Regions from separate parts of the Gossypium hirsutum genome. Here region 2 is linked to region 1. Evidence: chromatin contacts called from public Hi-C data. All regions are on one chromosome and are shown on one strand. The core of a region is the stretch at or near the end of the contact, and the rest is flanking DNA. Distances in the headings are between cores, read along the strand shown. Region 1 holds the start of LOC107954904 (cytochrome P450 714C2). Region 2 has its middle 20 kb from the start of LOC121219509.

Region 1 (2,700 bases), core at 73-2,572:
GTAATAATATATAAATGAGTTTAAAAATAAATGTTGTGTAATAAGGAATTTAGAACAAGTTATACATATAACATCTTAAAAATAAATGGTATATAAAATAGATAGTATAAAAAAAATTTGCAATTGATAATAGATAGTATATGGAAAAAAGAGAGCAAATAATCAAACAATTTAAAATGAATGGTTTATAACACGAGTTTTTAAAAAATAAACAACATGTGTGACATAATATTAAAAAATAAAGTATATAATTAATGAAAGAAAATAAAAGAATGATAAGAATGATTAAATGAATGAACAATATGTAAATAAGAAAGTTGATGGATAAATAAATGAATAAAAGTAAAAGAATAATTAATGATTAAACAATTAAATGGATAAATATAAAAGGTTAAAAACAACGCTTAAGTCAGCCTAACTCTCACAATATGAAGATTCAACGAAATTCCTCCACCAAAATCTAACTCAAATGAAAGCAACTTAAAAAGAAACGAAGATGAACGAAGAACAAAATAAGAACAAGCCACAGAAAATAAGAACGCAAGAGAGAGAAATTTGAGTGAATGCTCTTAAAAATTATTATTGCTCCAAACTCAAGTGTTTTACAATGAAAGGAGAGGCCCCTATTTATAGTTGAGCCTCCCCAAATCCAACGGTACAGATCAATTACATGAACAGCTAAGATTAAGGGATTTCTACAAATTAAATCTCTAAGATTACTAAATTATATCATATCTAAGATTGCATATCCTTGAAGATTATGTTTTCATATGCGTCAAGCTTGTAGATGGACCTTCAACCTTTTCAAGTAATGGGTCATTCCAATCGGGCCAAATGATATAATTTTGGACTGGACTTAGACTTTATTTTATTATTTTGGGTATATTTTTTTTTGTGAGCCCAGGTTAAATTTACCTATTACATGAAATATAGAGCTTAAATCTTAAATTTGAATGAAATATAAGGATAAACATTAAAAATTAACTATTCTTATATAATCTATAATATTGAAAAAATAAACCACGTACAAAGCATTGATAGGACTTTAAGCTTTAAGGTCGACATTGTTTACTATGGCTCCACCTTTTTAAACCAAACTTTATCATGGGGGAGCCATTAGTCATTTAGCACTTGGTAGTGGCAGAAATAAAGGAAATAACCCCGAACTTGGTGCTCTCTTTTTTGTCTTTTATTTAAAAATGAAATAAAGTGAGTAAAGTAATTTTCCTCCCAGTTAAAAGAAAAGTTAAGTAATTTTCCAAATTCCAACAAATAATTAATATTAGTTTTTTATACACTACAAGACTTTTAGACCTTGAATCCCAATAGCTCTTAACCACTTCTTTTTTTGTGTTGTTGGCTTCAAATAATTAAGCAAAACTTCGCACCTTCACTATGGATCTTAGAAAGCTTCAAAACCATGCTGCCTTTCATGTTACTGGCCCTTAGAAAAAGGGTTTTCACACTACATTGACCACAAATACCATACATTAGAAGTCTTACATACAGTTCTTTCTTTATTCTTTTGCTACCAAACCTTCCTACTCCCTTCCTTAATTTCCCTGTATATAATTCCCTTTGCGTCTAAACAACCTCCAAAGCCATCACCACTTCCGACATGGAACTTACAGAGTATTATGTCAACATTTTTGTTTCTCTTGTGCTGCTTGCTTTCCTTGGATTGATCCTACGTTTGTATCATGAGCTGGTGGTGAAGCCAATGAAGCTCCGAGCAAGATTACTCAAGCAAGGCATCAAAGGGCCGCCTCCGAGTCTGCTAATCGGAAACATAAGAGAGATAAAGAAGGCACAATCCAGCATTGTTAAGGTTCCTAGCATGCAAAACCCTGCCACTCACAACTGCGGTGCGCTACTCTTTCCATTCCTTGAGCAATGGAGGAAACAATATGGTATGTATAATAATGTATTGCATACCTCTTAATTGTATGCGTGTCGGTGTCTATAATGAAATTTAGGAGTATTAATTTACCAAAATAGTTATCACTGATAGTGATGGAGTAATTTCATTAAATTTCAGGTAAAGTATTTGTGTTTTCTCTTGGTAACACTCAAATATTGTTCGTCAATCAACCTGATGCTGTGAAAGAGATTACTACATGCACGTCCTTAGCCTTGGGGAAGCCTTCCTATCAACAAAAGGATCGTGGTCCTTTGCTTGGTCAGGGAATTCTAACTTCAAATGGGGCAATATGGGCTTATCAGAGAAAAATTCTTGCTCCCGAATTATACATGGACAAGGTTAAGGTATAAATATATATTAACATATGATTCACTAAATATATCAAATTGATTATGATTACAGATCTACATACAGTACTAGGTGTATATAAACATTAATACAAAGATAAAACCTCTTGTAGGGAATGATGAACCTGATTGTCGAATCTACATTTACGCTAGTGGACTCTTGGAAGACCAGAATAGAGGTCGAGGGTGGACTTGCTGACATCAAAATTGACGAGTATATGCGAAGCTTCTCTGGAGATGTCATCTCAAGAGCCTGTTTCGGAAGTAATTATTGTAAAGGAGAAGAAATCTTCTTGAAGCTAAGAGCTCTACAGGAGGCCATGTCCAAGAAAGGTTTATCCACTGGCGTGCCTGGAATGAGGTGAGCATTCTTTCGCAATTTCAAAGTCATATGGAAGCAATTTGTATTAAAATTTTTGGGTTATTACAGAT
Region 2 (2,700 bases), core at 125-2,624, 170 kb after region 1:
TATCTCTGAAATCAGAAAAAAGACCGTGTTCCAACTTACGGGATATGATTTCTTCTCTGAAACCGAGATGATCAAAATTTCTAAAAATAAATAAATTTTGGTGTTTATTCTTGTTTCGGGATTTAAGATATTGCGTCATAACTCATGGGATATAGTTCTTGTTCTCGATTAACGGGAAATACACCATTCCTTAAATTTTTAAGTAATTTTAATAAAAGGATCATATTTTAAAATTTCTTTTCGAATTTTCAATTTTTCGACATTAAGACATCAATTAATCAATTAGGTACCAATTTTGGGCATGACGAGGGTGCTAATCGTTCTTTGCATGTAACTGACTCCCGAGCCTGTTTTTCTTGAATTCCGTAGACCAAAATCATTATAAAATTAAAACATTTTATCAAAACGATTGAATTGCAAGGCGATCCGATCACACCTCAAAAAATGTCGGTGACAACTCCCGTTCTTTTTATTTTTATTTTCAAAATAAAATTCGACACTATTTTTGTTTTTAAAAAGTGGTTTCAACATATATAATCTAAAAAGACAAAAATATAGAAAAAAATAATCAAGTTATGACATGGCACAACGAATTCAAGTTTAATGATCAAATTAGGAAAAACTATCAAATTTTGAGACTAATATAAATAAAAAAATTTAAAACCTAATTATGAGGATTTATCAAGTTTAGAGAATAACTATAACTTTATTCCAATAATTAATACATGACGTAAACACAACAGCAAATGAATAAAAAAATATACAGAATGAAATGATTATGTCAAAAAAAAAAGGTGAATTGTTAATGCATAAAAAGTTATATGTTCATAACAATAAATCTAAAATATTTTAAATATTTAATAAAGGTTTAATTTATCATTTGTCACATTGCGGTATCTAAGATTGGCTTCAATGTTCAATTTAATATCTAAATTAAACAATATTATGAGGTCCAATTAATATTTGACATGTGTGCTCTAATAAAAATACAGGGATTTAAATTGGGACAAAGGAAAATCATGTACAAAATTGAACATTTAAATTAAATTTAGGTACTTATAGGGGATAAAAAAAAATCAAGTATCAATTTCAAATAATTCAGGTACCAATTTGAAACAAAAATCCAAATACCAAATAGAACATTCAAACCAAATATAAGTGCCGCATAGTAATTTAACCCCTTAATAAATAATACAAAACCAAAAAAAAAAAAACTTCCTTTTTCTCATTACTTTGTACTCTTTCTTTCTCCCCCACCGTCCATGCCAAAAAAGAAAAAGCTAGCTGTTTAAAATCTAAGGTCTCATATCTACAGTGTCTTATGTATACTCTTTCTATATATATAGATGCTTGAGTGGGGATCTCAAGTTGCCAACTCTTTCTCCTTTTCTGAAAACACCAAGCGATTCTTTTACCGTAACATCTAGGAAAAGTGTAATAACAAGTTATACATGCTTGTCAGGGGATGGCAAGTTGCCAACACTCTCTCCTTTTTTGAGTACACCAAGCCATTCTTTGCCGTAACATATAGGAAAAGTGCAATAAAAAACATTGACGTCAATTATGCATTTGAGGGGTCGATTCCATGCTTGGTCATAAAGTTGGATAAAAGTGAAAGGGACGTGCTTGGTGTAGGTTGATATGGTGAATTAACAGTGAGAAGTAAAAGGTGATATCCTTCATTGTTAAACTTGTGTTAGGTATGGAATTGATTACATCAATCAAACTTGAAGAGTGAAAGATAGGAAGAATTCCAAAAAAAAAAAAAAAACCCTTACCTTAATTTTAAGAGGTGTATATAAAAAAGATTTTAATAGGATCTACGTTGTGGCCTAGATACTTATGTATAATAATGATGGTGAACAAATGAGAGATATTGAAAAGAAAACTGCATATATAATACTTTTATGAGTAAAATGCTAGCTATAATGTACAAATATATATAGATTGTTGAGACATTTGAAGACAAGTAAAAATTTGGTGGTTGTTTATGTGATTGAAACAATGAACCACTACACCAAAACAGACTTTTAGCGGCGTTTTTAGCAGCGGTTGGATGACAAACGCCGCTAAAGATCGATCATTAGTGGCGCACCATGGAAAACACCGCTGAAAATAAGCATTAGCGGTGTTTTTCAGAAAGCGCCGCAAAATACCTAAACCTAACGACTCCGTTTTCTGAGCTTTCAGGGGATTTGCTTTAGCGGCGTTTTCACGAAAATGCCACAAAAAAACCTAAGACCAACGACGCCATTTTTTGAGTTTTTGGGGATTTAGCGGCGTTTTTAAGAAAGCGCCGCTAATGCTCAGGGCTTTAGCGGCGTTTTCGGTAAAGTGCAACAAAAGAACCTAAGCCAAACGACGCCGTTTACTGAGCTTCGGGGCTTTAGCGGCGTTTTTAAGTAAGCGCCGTTAATGCTCCGGGCTTTAGTGGCGATTCTGGGAAAGCGCCGCAAAAAAACCTAAGCCCAACGACACCGTTTACTGAGCTTTCGGGGCTTTAGTGGCATTTTTAAGTAAGCGCCGCTAATGCTTAGGGCTTTAGTGGCATTTTTGGGAAAGCGCCGCAAAGGGACCTAAGCCCAACGACGCCATTTTCTTAGCTTTTGGGGATTTAGTGGCGTTTTTAGTAAAGCGCCGCTAATGCTTAGGGATTGAAAATAATTTAAAATATTTGTTAAAAATGGAAAAATTAAAATA

The links. A called contact is a pair of places that touch in the nucleus more often than the background predicts.
Region 2: a contact with region 1 is called in a Hi-C map of leaf, with 2.1 times the contacts expected there. The contact joins the enhancer-like site here to the promoter of LOC107954904 in region 1. A contact is called at or near these places in 5 of 34 Hi-C or Micro-C datasets (all in leaf).

Annotation. Positions count from the first base shown.
Region 1 is chrD07:48,246,568-48,249,267 of Gossypium_hirsutum_v2.1, forward strand. LOC107954904 (cytochrome P450 714C2) reads left to right here and starts at 1,323. Exons shown (of 5, transcript XM_016890588.2): 1 at 1,323-1,910; 2 at 2,039-2,265; 3 at 2,382-2,629; 4 at 2,699-2,700. The coding sequence starts at 1,619.
Region 2 is chrD07:48,421,252-48,423,951 of Gossypium_hirsutum_v2.1, forward strand. No RefSeq gene overlaps it. Among protein-coding and RNA genes, the nearest start is that of LOC121219509, 20 kb to the left of the region's middle. Within about 2 kb of position 1,375, at least 1 of the 9 cell types and tissues checked has an H3K27ac peak or open chromatin away from gene starts, as enhancers often do. A contact at or near this core is called in leaf, where this site is marked.